2 separate regions of the Capsicum annuum genome follow, and region 2 is linked to region 1. The links are chromatin contacts, called in public Hi-C maps. All regions are on one chromosome and are shown on one strand. Each heading gives the region's core, a stretch centred on a gene start, on an enhancer-like site or on the middle of the called end of the contact. The rest is flanking DNA. Distances are from core to core; before and after follow the strand shown. Region 1 holds the start of LOC107866450. Region 2 has its middle 12 kb from the start of LOC124897043.

What was found. A called contact is a pair of places that touch in the nucleus more often than the background predicts.
Region 2: a contact with region 1 is called in a Hi-C map of placenta, with 3 times the contacts expected there. The contact joins the enhancer-like site here to the promoter of LOC107866450 in region 1. A contact is called at or near these places in 2 of 5 Hi-C or Micro-C datasets (leaf and placenta).

The regions. Positions count from the first base shown.
Region 1 is chr3:22,826,086-22,832,600 of UCD10Xv1.1, forward strand. It overlaps LOC107866450, which reads left to right and starts at 4,515. Exons shown (of 2, transcript XM_016712507.2): 1 at 4,515-4,765; 2 at 4,967-5,763. The coding sequence starts at 5,033. The coding sequence ends at 5,581. LOC107864135 reads left to right here. Exons shown (of 5, transcript XM_047409192.1): 4 at 958-1,198; 5 at 1,751-2,236. The coding sequence ends at 1,945.
Region 2 is chr3:22,876,230-22,883,055 of UCD10Xv1.1, forward strand. No RefSeq gene overlaps it. Among protein-coding and RNA genes, the nearest start is that of LOC124897043, 12 kb to the right of the region's middle. Within about 2 kb of position 4,377, at least 1 of the 5 cell types and tissues checked has an H3K27ac peak or open chromatin away from gene starts, as enhancers often do.

The sequences.
Region 1 (6,515 bases), core at 3,265-5,764:
GAAAAAATACATAAATGTGCATGGAAATCCAGAATGTGAGGAAATATACTAAGCATCACTATATCTCAATTCATATTTTAGATTAACTGGAATGTTGGATGATTGGACTAATTAAAAAGAGCACAATATTATATAGCCCTGGTTTGGATGGTGCTGTATGCTTGGTCTGCATGCTAAATCTGGCTGAAAACTTAAATCTGATCACCTTTTTGGAAAGGAAAACAGCAACTGAAATAGAGTAATTTAATGGTATAAGAATATATATATACACATACAGAGAATTATGTAGAAAAATGGAAGTTGTAGACATCCAGTCAAAAGCAAGAAAGAGTAGATTGTTCATTTGTATGCCTGGTTCAAGGCTTGATTCATCTATTTCATAGTATTGCCTCATGTTGGGATTGACCGCATACCTAGTCTCTCTTTCAAATATGTGTGTCTGGTTCAAGTGAATAGTTGCTCCTAATTATTAAACTCGTGAATTTTATGCATCTTTAAACTATACTGCTGAACAACTGAATTAATGGGAAACTCGCACAAAATAGGTATCCTGGTGTGGGCATACTATTATACTGGTGAAGGGTGTGGGAGGACCTGGTAAATCCAAAGAAACCAAATTATTTTCAGAAAGTCTTCAGCTGCTGTCTACTGATAACAAGAGCATTTTATAGACTATAGTTGCTCAGTTCAGAAAATGAAAAACAAAAAGAAAATGGTTCAGAAGGTTATGTTTAAAAAGGAAAGATTTCAATAATCCTTTTTTAAAAATAAAGTTTTGATACTCGTGGAATTTTTATTAATCTTGTCCTTGTACTTCCTTATGTGAATAGTATCACGATTATTTATCTCTTTCATCTCATGTATGAACTAGTGATGTAGTATTCTTTCACGATTAAATTGAAGTATCAGCATGATTCATCTAAAACTATGTACTGATGTAGTATTTTCTCGTGATAGAATGTTGAAGAACTACCAGCGTAATCCGCCTGTATTGCAGCATGTCTCCAAATACTTCTACTCTGAAAATGTTTATGATGATGATTCAACAGACCAGCCAAAACCAAGGTGGCGTTTCCGGGGTACATATGGGGAAATATTTTCTTCTCATAGGACAGACGGTGACAACTCTTCCAGTAAGAAACCCCATCTGGAGAATACTGATCTGAGGAATACTAATCTTGAGAGAAAGCAAACTAATGTGAGTACTCCTCTGCTACTTTGATATATAATCCTTCCATTTCAGTTTGTTTTTCTTATTTTCCTTTTTAGTCCGTTTCAAAAAGAATACCTCTTTCCTTTTTTGGCAACTCTTTAATTCCAACTCCCCACACGGCATGTTTAAGATCACAAGATTGAAGGACATTTTGGTATATTCGACATATCTTTAGTTTAAGCCTACAAGATTCAAAAGTCTTTTACTTTCTTAAACTTTTTGTCAAGTTAAAGCCAGACAAACAAATTGAAAAGGAGGGAGTAGTATTGAAAATAATCAAAGGTTACTAGGGCTAGGGGACCTTTCCGTTGCTTCCAGGACGTAGTAGGAATTGGTTAAGATCGTCAAATTTATGCACTGCTCTCTCCGGCAGAGCAATAGAATAAATTGGGGGCTCTCTTCTGCGTAAATAAGAGCATAAAAAGTCCTTGCCATTGTTGTCTTATCAAAAACAAATCAATTTTAGTCTGTCATATTTCATTATAGAAGAATCAGTTGAGTTACTTTTACAAGGCTGTTGTGTGTTGAAAATTGTAGATGAATGGTGTTGGTGCTGCTGTTGTTCTAGAGTCAACCGAAGACCCATTTGATTGCATACTCGGATATCAAGTGAATGCCGAAGAGATTCACCGCACTGAAGCATCAAGACTGCTGCCTAGAAGGCGTAAACATAGCCACAGACGGTCTCATGGCAGGCGTAGGATGCATCGCCATGTGAACGTGGAAGGTTGAAGTTTGTAATTGGCCAACCTTGATGAATGCAAGATTGAACTGATATGTCCTCTGGGACGAGTCTTGCATGCCCTATTAAATGTAATCTGCAGCAAAATCTGAAGCTGGTTGTCTATATATTTGGCTCGGTGGCTTTTGTGATCATAAACATATTTAGTAGAATTGGATTATGGATTAACTTAAGAGAGTAGCTAGCAAAAATTTTAATATAGGATGAAATGCATTACCAACAGGATTGAGTTGTCAATTTGCAGCATTTTATATCCATTTGTTATAAATTCTTTTGTTAAATTTCTCTTTTTCATTGTTACGCAATGTACAGTTTCTTTACTATCCTATATCTCAAATGCTCCAGCGATCTAGTACGAGAGGAGGATATTGCAATTTACACTAATATCCATCTATAATCTATCGGAAACAAGCTTTTTATCTTTACAAAGTAGGGTGTGATGTTGTGTACACACCACCTTTCTCAGATTTCACTCGTGGGATTACACTAGTTATGCTGTTGTTGACAACTAATCTATTATCTTTAAGGATATTATAATTATGGTGTCTCCTCTAACTAAATAATGGTTTTGTTAATTCCTTCTTTGTCAAACACACAAATTGAATTCCATTATTTGGTTTATTGTAAATCGTAATATGAAAAAATATAGCAATTAGCAACTACAGGATTGTAAAAGGAAGGGATCAAATTAACAACCTTAATATATGCTGAAGATGCAGTGTGTGGGATAATGGTGTAATCCGAATCGAAATCACTGGGGTTGACTTTTTCTCATTCAAGAAAATATATAATATGCAACTTTCAAAATGTATGTATATATATCTATCTTATCTTTAATATGACTAACGAGCGAGTCAGATAAGATCATATATGAACGGATGAAAAACATAAACTTATATCGTAAAAGTTAATTGTAATTTAGATACTAACTGGTGCAAATTAATTGTAATTTATTATTTTCAGCAAATAAAAAAAGGGTGAAAATCATTCCCCCCTTAACTTTACTTTAAAAATCAAATTTCCCCTCAACTTTAATAATAATTAAAACTGTAATATCTATTTATACTTGTGAAAATAATAAATAAAAATAACTTTATAAGCATATTCCAATGCATGTAATATAATAACATATAGCAAAAATGAAGATATATTTTATACTAAATTAATTTAAAAGTTTACTTATATTATAAGGGGTCGTTTGGTTGGGAAATAGTTATTCCGGGATAATTAATTTCGAAATTAATTATCTCAAAATTATCTGGGATAACTTATCTCATCACTATGATGTAAATGATGGGATAAGTTATCCCAGTATTGACTCATACCTCCAATCAAATATGGGATAAGATAATCCTTCATTTTATCTCGGGGCTACTTATTCCTTATACCTCACATCAAACGACCCCTAAATATATACACCCTCTGTTTACTTTTACTTGTCATTGTTTCGCTTTTTGATGTCAACCTGCATGAACTTTGACCAACATTTTAAGATGTATAATTTAATATTTAAATTTAAAATTTGGATGACTAGAAAATATATGAAAATGCTATAAGTTACAATCCTTCTTCATATTAATAAAATGAAAAAATATATCTTAAAATATTGATCAAAATTTATGTAGGTTGACCTGAAAAAATAAAAAGTAACAAGTAAAAAAAAACCGAGAAAGTATATCAAAACTCATGTTCGTGTGTGTGTATATATATATATATATAACACATTTTTAATGCATGTAAAATAAAAGATAAGGTACAAGGTTATCGCGACCTGAGCCGGGGTTCTGGCCGCGACGGGCATCCCAAAACATCAAGGCCCGAGAGACCCCTGAAACTCCCCAACCCACTAGTGATATTGTTCGCCTTCGGCCCAAGCCCTCACGGCTTTAAAACGCATCACGACGGAGTAAGACTTGCTTACTTATATACTCAGCATCCCTCCTGTGTTTTGCCGATGTGGGACTCCTTATCCTAAGTTGAGGTGTTACATACACCCCTCATGGACTCAGCGTTTTGTTGATGTGGAACTCATTATCTAAAGTTGGGGCGTTACACCCCTAAACTATACCTGAAGTTGCTATGGCACAGTTAAACTTTAAGGAAAGCCTATTACCATCTAAACTCATTTTTTGCTGATCTGGCTGTTATGTATCAAAATATTTTTGTACTTCTTTTGGCCAAGTCAGCACGCAAAATGAATACAAAAAAATTCTGATACTTGACCGTTGGTCAGCAAAAAAGAGCATAAATACAAAAAAAAAAATGAGCTTAGGGGGTAATATGACCTCCGCAAAATTTACGTATGCCATAACAACTTTGGATATAGTTGAAGGGGAGGGGGAAGGGAGACGAAAAATACTTGTGAGTTATCTCAATAAAATAACAATCATAAAAATTAACATTAGCTTTTGTGACAAGTTCATTAAAAAGATTAAACTAAAAAATTTAAATAAAAATATATAAATACTTGAATAAAATTGCAATTGAAATTGTCAAGTTAAAAGGGAAGAGAATACTTATTATTCAAAAGTAGAGGGGGGACATTGAGTTTTAAAATAAACTTGATGGGGAAATAATTTTCACCCTATAAAAAAAAGATTTGACTTATCCTTCCTAACTTTTTAAACAAAATTCATTTCCCCGCAAAACTTTAATACCCATAAAACAATTAACCAAAAGAAAAAAAAAAAACTCCAAATTCCCTTTCATCTGTGTCTCCAAAATTCATTTCCTTTTTATATGATCTTCTTTCTTCTTCTCCATCTAGCTGTTGAACAAAAAGTCCAAATCCCTATTTGCTGAGGCAACATGTAATTGAATATATATTACTATTTATATACATACCCCCTCTTTTATATATTCAATTTCATTTGCATTTTCTTTCTCATTTCTTCTTTCTTTCATTTTTTCATTCCCATACAGATTTACCATGATCCAATTTGACATAATTTCTACATTTGATCATCAGTATTTCTTCATTGTTAATTTACGTTAATCTGTTTTTACATCAGGGCAAAACTGTAATTTCGATAAAGAATTGGTGGTATATTGGGGGCATTTTGGTAAATTCGTAGAGCATGAGGATCCATCCTATGTCCTTGAAACGTAATATTGCGATACGTGAAGGTATAAATTCAGCGGAACGACAACAATTATTTGCAATTATGGAAGGAAACCCGTTGAAGAAGTTACGAAAATTACCTCATGTTTTCGGGAAGGTTCTAGAACTTCCATTCCGTTCCGATGCTGACGTGGCGGTTGAAGAAGGACCTGAATTCTTCCGTTTCGTAGCGGAGATGGAACTTGACGGTAACGGTGGAGCGGCGGCAGGAGGTGTTAGGGTGCAGGCGGTGGAGATACATACGGGAATTACGAAGATTGTGGTGAGGAATGGCGGCGGTGACGGACTGGCCGGCGGAGGAGAAGAGTTGTTGTTGTTGGACGAATTGAACGTGGACACGTGGCGGTTTAGGTTGCCGGCGGCGACGAGGCCGGAGATGGCTACGGCGGTGTTTGTTGACGGTGAGTTAATTGTGACGGTGCCGAAAGCTGGCCGTGACGGTGGTGAATTCGCCGACGGTAGGGATGTTTGGGGCGGCGGTGGCCGGCTTGTTCTTGTACAGTAATAACTAATAACCATATATTTAAAAAAGAATTTTTATTAATACAAAATGATACTACTAATGATAATTGTTGTACATAATGGTTGACTGGGAAACATTATTCTCCATGTAATAATAAATAACTACTGTACTAATATTCTATCATTTGACATAGTTTTTAATAATTTTATTTAATGTTTTCTTGATTCTAGTTTCATGATATTATTATGGAAAATACAAATTTATTCAACCCAATATTGACCCACTTTCTAAATTTTTGTTTTGGAGTAACGGTTAGTCCAACTGGAGTGCTCTTTTGCACTAAATGACCAACTATAAAATACTTTCTTAGAGATAAATTTGGCTTATTTTGAATAATTTAATACTTTTGACTATTTTCTCTTTGTATAGTCTTGTAGAAGAATGGGTTGTTTTTGTGTTATAGAAGAATGGTATATTGAGCTATTTGTTCAATTTCATTGCATTTTTGAGCTAATTGATCAACTATGAAATATTGTTTAGAGAAAGAATTGACCTATTTTGAATAATTCAGAATTACTTTTAATCAACTTTCTTTGTGTTATGAATGAGTTTGTTTTTGTGCTATAGAAGAATTGAGTTTTGGAACAGGGAGTCTTGAAAATTGTTTAGGGTGGATTAACTTTTCATAAGATTGAAAATATTAGAATTCGTAAGCTTTAAACTATTTTCTCGATCTTGTATGCAATAAACTTAATGCTAATTCTTTTTATTAAGCTTATTTGTATTTTCTAAGTGATATGATATATTGTTGTATCCTGTTAGACATAACTTACGTTCTCATTCTTTTGTCAAAAGTAGGGAAGAACAAGTGTCTGGTAGGGCTAAAATTCGGAGTGGAGTAAATGAGCTCAATACACTGGATCAGCTAGTCTATACGAACCAATATAAGGACCTATTAGTCTCAGTTGCGTAGTAA
Region 2 (6,826 bases), core at 3,127-5,626, 50 kb after region 1:
TTTAACCCTACTTAGAGATTTTAAGATCCATTAACCTTACAACCCCTAACTCTTAGATATCTCAAATTTGGCTTATAACCTTTCCACAACTCAAAAGGTGTTAGTTCGATATTTTTATGAGGCACACGATTCAACACATAACAAGCACTCAAAAGAGATTCACCCTAAAAACTTAAAGGTGCACAAGACTCAATTAACATGACATTAGTCAACTCAACCAAAGTTCTATTCTTCCTTTCCGCTACACCGTTAGAGGCAGAAGAATAAGGAGGAGGAGTTTCATGAATTATACCCAATGATCTAACAAAAGAATTGAACTCATGTGACTCATATTCACGGCCTCTATCACTTCTAATTCTTTTTATTTTTCCTCCAAACTGATTTTCAACATCATGGAGAAAAATTTTAAAATTCTCAAAAGCATCACTTTTATTTTTCATTAAGTAAACATATGTAAACTTAGAAAAATCATCAATGAAAGTGATAAAGTATCTATTTCCTCCATGAGTTAAAATTTCTCCAAGTTTACAAATATCAGTATGAACTAATTCTAATAAATTAGTTTTTCTTTCAACTTGAAAATGAGGGCTTTTTGTGATTTTGGCTTTACTACAAGCCTCATATTTTTTAAATTTCTTTTTTATCACTGAAATTAATTCTAAACTACTCATGATTCTTACATAACGATCATTTATATGACACAAATGAGCATGTCAAAAATTAGTAGAAGAAAGCATATAAACAGAAGTAGATGTTTTATTCATTTCAACATTCAACTTGAACATACCATCACATGCATATCCCTTTCCCACAAAAATATTATTTTTAACAATTACATACTGATCAGACTCAATAATCTGTTTGAAGCCTGCTTTATTAAGAAGAAAACTAGACATCAAATTTTTTTCTCTTAGAAGCAGTATAAAGTACATCTTTTAATATCAATACCCTTCCACAAGTAAAACTCAATTCGACATCTCCCATTCCAAGTACTTGAGTTGTGTGTGAATCTCCAAGCATGATGATTTTGGGCTTCTCAAAATTAGTATATTTTTTAAATCAGTCTTTGTCATAACAAACATGGCAGTTTGCACCAGAGCCAGCCCACCATCCATCAATATTCTCCATCATGTTTATGTCTGTTATCACTGCCACAAATAGTTCTTCGATAATGTTTTCCTGAGGTTTAGGCCCATGTTTCCAAAATCTGCAAAATCGAGCAATATGCCCACTCTTGCTATAGACAAAGCTCGATCCTTTTTCTTGTACATGTTGATTTTTTGTTTGGTTGTTTCCACCATTATTGTCCTTGGGATGTCTACCATCATTTTTCTTGAATTTTTTCTTCTTAGGCTTCAAAGTAGTATTTTTGTTAGTTTCAGGGGTAGCATTATTTGAAAAAGCTAATTTTACCTTCGGTGTGATGTTGTTCTCTTCTATTTGTAAAAGTATATCTTGGCTCCTTGCTTCTTCTTTCATGCGGATTCTCATTATTAAAGTCCCAAGAGAATTTTTCTTTTACTTGTGGTACATAGTTTTTTGAAATTCCTTACACGAAGGTGGAAGTTTATCAATTATACCACAAACAATAAGGTTATCTCCAATTTTGACTTCTTCGGACCTGATCTCGCCAACGATCATTATGAAGTCCTGAGCTTGGTCTACCACTGATTTGTTGTCCACCATTTGGAAACGAAAAATCTGCTAGCCACATATTTTTCGTTCTCGCCTCCTCAGTGTCATATTTACTCTGCAAGGCTTTTCAAATTTTCTTTGCACTAGAGTAAGTTCTATCATTATAATTATAAAAATAATCAGATAGATAATTAAGTAAAAAATACAGACACTTATAGGAGTCACCATCATATTTTTCAACTTTCTCTTGAAGAGAGCTTAGTTCATCGTTGGTCATGGAAGAGTTATCTATTTTGTTTGGGTTCTTCTCAGTTAACACATAAGAAACATTGAGAAGACTTAAGTAGAAAAGCACTTTACCTTTCCACCTCTTGAAGTGAGTACCATTGAATCGAAATGGCTTGTTAAGATCTCCCATAATGACATCCGCGGGTTTTCTAGTTGTTGTCATTGAATCTCCTTAAAATTATTGGTGAAATTACAATAAAAAATACAACTGAAAATTACAAGTAAAGAAAATAAAAAAGACTATATGCCTTCTTCTTCTTCTTCAGCTGAGGCGCAGATATCTCGATCTCTTTAAGGAGATTCAAGCTCAGTGCAGTAAATGTTTTACTGGTTCAATAGTAATCTTCTTGACTTATCCACTCCAGGATACAACAGCCTTCTCACAGAGAATAACTCAACAACTCTGGTCAAGAGTTGAGTTCAATGTTCCACAAAAAAGAACACCTCCCTTCAACTAATGAACTCTCTTTTTTTATCTTTTGTGAACTCTATAATTTTTTTTGTGTGTGTTTTCTAAATCCATGCAAGACCACCTCTATTTATAGGAGAGGAAGTCTTCCATGCAATGAATATAAGAATTGATAAGAATAGTAAAGATGGAATATCAATGATTTTAGGTTACAAGAGTTACATGAGAAATGAATAGAATAATGGTAGAAGTTACATAAGTTATAAGAAACTTATGTCTATATTCCTACCGCTAACTCACAAAATAATTGTCATAAAATACAAGTAAAGTGGGATAGTAATGCTCTTAGACGTTTGGAGGCTGAATAATCAGCTATGAGGATTGTGGAAAGAAAAAATATTTTTCAACTCTGTTTTATCAGTGTAAGAAAAAATATTTTTCTTGAGCAATCAACGTAGTTATTGTTGAGTATTTATCCTGACTTTCTTATCATAATTAGATTTTTCTTTAGGTATCATAATTGAATTTCCCTTTAGGAAAAGGAAAACATATTCTGCATATTTGACTAATTCTTATTCGTATAGAAAAAGGTCACAGACTCAATAAGTAGAGGCTCCTTTCTTCTATTTTGATAGCATTCACAACGTAGTCCTAGGGGTTTGAGAATTTCGTTTGAGTGGAATTTTTTTAGACACAAGTATTGTGGTATCACTTGTGTGAACCTCTTTCTATTCCGAATGTATTTGTGTGATGTTATCTCCCTTAATATTTTATACTCTCTTTTATATAGAGAATTGCTTATTTTATTTTTTTAGATGTTTGTCGGGTGGAACTTAAGTTTAGGTGGCGAAACTTAGTGGGAGAACAATTTAATTAAAAACCTGACATGATTTTAGGATTGAAAAGCTTAATGATTTTCACAAAAGAAATATTATATAACATTACTTTGATTAAGAAAACACATCTGAGTCCATAACATTTTCTGGAATTATCTTGACGGAAGTAATTGAACTTTAAGAGAAACTTATTTTCTTCTTTGCACTGTCGAATTGCGGAGCTACTTTTTCTTTCTTTCATTCCATCTGTCTTGCTTGATTGATTAAAAAAAGTGCTTTGATAAGACTGTCCGCAGAGAGCGTGACTAAACACACTTTTACTTTTTTCACGTTAATTGATGGGAATAATCGTGAATTGTAGCTGGGAGAACACCAGTTTCTTAAGGCTTCTTGATATTTGATTACACATAAAAAGCAGGGCTCCGCGAGGGTTCATTCGAACTTAATTCGATAAAAAATTATACTATTTATGTATAGTTAAATTTATTTTGTTTATGTATGTATAGTAAATGTTGAACTCCTTCGATTAGTTCGTATATTTACTTCTGAACCCTCTTAACAAAAATTATGGCTCCGCCATAAAAAGGATATTTATAACTGAAATGATCTTCTCTTGACGTGTAACAATAAAGTTATAATGCGTTATTTATAGGAGGATGGGAAAAGGTTATTATTTCCACCTTAAACTATACTCGAAAAGTCGAAGACATACCTAAACTATTGGAGTGACCTAATACACACCTATACTATTTAAAAGTGAATTTATTTACCCCTTGAAATGTCATAACCAGATTTTATCTTGAATGTGTATACACGCGCTGACACATGTCGAACACATATTTTTTTCACCTATTTTTTTCTTTTTCCCTAAATTAATCACCAGCACACACCCCTTTTCCATCTCCACCCCTTCTATCCATCAACATTTATATAAATTCACTTTTAAATAGTATGGCTGTGTATTAGGTCACTCCAATAGTTTAGGTGTGTCTTCGACTTTTCGAGTATAGTTTAATGTGAAAATGACGATTATATAAACGGGACATGCGTCGCAAATACAAACCACCTTCATGCATATGCGTTGTTCATGCACTTTTCATATGTGTTGACCATAAAAATCTCATTTATGCAGACGTGATACATGTTCTTGTTGACTCAACATGTTCACTGAAATGTGTTAAGCATTGCTGACACATATCGTGCTGACTCATCATGCACATTAACACAATGTCATACATATTGACATGTATTGTGCTAACTCGTCATGCACATTGACACGTAACATGCATGTTGATCGATAAGCGTTATATTTCTAAGCCACTTGTTTATATATGAGCACATTTCTAACTATGACATAGCCACTTACTTCTCTGCTTTTCATCGAGGTAGGAAATTTTTAATTGCCTTAAAAGTTACCTCATGAAATTTTAAACAATATTTTTTAATTAGTCTTTTTTATTTATTAAATTCAAATTAATTATGTGAAACATATATTATACATGTTATTCTTCTAAATTCTTTTTCGATCTCCATTTCTTGGCTTATATGAAAGACAAAGTTGTCCCTCATTGATTAAGAGAAGAACTTTTTTAGTTCTTATATAAACTAGACACAAGCATTCCGTGTCAGCATGGACTCAATATATATTACTTGATTTTTCCTAATTCATGTGCATTGCTAAAATTTAGAGACAACTAAAATTTATAATATAACTTTTAAATATTTTAAATTATTAATTATTATAATTCATAGTAAATTTTTATGTAATCTTTACATAATACATGTTATTCCTTCTTTCTCAATTTATATCATCCAAATAAAATTTTGAGAGTTGTCAATTCAAATGACACAAATAATTTTTAAAATTTTTTAAATATTTTAAGTTGTCAATTTAAGTATAATTAAAAATATTTTAACAAAAATTTGAGAAAAATTCTAACAAATAAATTAGAACATACTTCTAATCATCCCTCGTAGAAATAGAAATGAACAAGTTTTCACATTATTAAAATTAAAAAGAAATAAGAGGATGTCCACATATATTTTTAAGGAAAATCAGAACAAATAATGCATAGGGAAATCATAGAAAACATGTAATGAGGAAAAGTAAATGGGCCCACATCAAGGAAAGTTGAACAAATTTTTGGGCCAAGCCAAAAGTAAAAAGCAAAAGAGGAAAAGACATGGACTGATGGTTTTAAAAAAGAAATAGTCCATAATTTAAAAATATGGATAATTGAAGTTAATCGGTTCAATTTATTTGGGGAAAAGGATAAAAATAATATCTAAAACTAAAATAATTTCACAAAACTAGCACCTTTAAAAACCCATTAAATAACCATTAAGCATCACAATTCGGCCCTTTCCATTTTATGTACTGGACCGCCGACTTTTATATCATAGTATATGCACGTGATTGTAAAAGTCGGGTAAATTTTCTTCATGTTAGAAACTTCAAGGAAGCTAAATTCTCCCACTGCAAATTCCAAATTTTTCTTTCAACAAAATATTATTTTAATCATTTCAATCATGAAAATTTGCTTAATGCATGAACCACTTTTTTTATAAATACGCCATTCTCATCTTCCACCTACAGTCTTCTAAGTTTCATTATCTCTTTCCTTTCAACAATAAAAAAAACTTCTAATTAACATTTAGAAAACACTATTTTTCTCGAAACTTCTTGTTCATTATTTTCATCGTTTTCCAAAGTGAAAAAAACAACAAAAGATGTTTGAAAATATAAACCTTGAATATTGTTATGCTTTACTTCAACCAATTAAGCTTCAGTTACTTGACGATTGGGAATGAGAAAATCCTTCAGTAACATCTTTCGAAATTTCTGCGTCATCTTATGGTAGAAACAAAAATATAGTCTTATGGCAGAAACCAAAATATAGTTTTTACATGCATTTTAAAAATGTATCAATCTAGTATAAGAGAATATCAATTGAGTATATGAACATTGTAAGTGTATCAATGTAGTATAAAAGTGTATTAATGTTGTATAAAAGAGTATCAATTGGGTATAGGGATAACATGTGCTTGCATAGAATTTCTCTTCTCTTTTTTAAAAAGTGTATCAATATAGTATAAAAGTATATCAATGTAATATAAAAGTGTATCAATTGAGTATAGAGACTGCATGTGACCAATTGGGCCAAATGGCTAAAAAAAAAAATTAGTTTAGTCGACTGGACAACCCATGTCCACCTTTTCAAATGTGGGCCATTTTTTAAAAAAAAGGACAGCCCATGTCATTTTTCCATTTATTTTTCCTTTTTATCCATTTGGCCTAATTTATAATAATTGGAGTCAGATGGCCGTATGCATTCTCTATATCCAATTGATACACTTTTATACCATATTGATACACTTTTATACTACATTGATACACTTTTTAAAAGAGAGAGGGGATTCCTATACCCAATTGATACTCTTTTATACCACATTGATACACTTTTTTAACAACAGAGAAGGAGAACTTATGCATGCATATGCAGTGACCATATACCCAATTGATACTCTTTTATATTGGATTGATACACTTTTATACCACATTGATACATAATATATACCACATAGATACACCTTTTATAGAGAAAATTTGTGTAAGCATATACGATAGCTATACCAAATTGATACAATACATATAGCA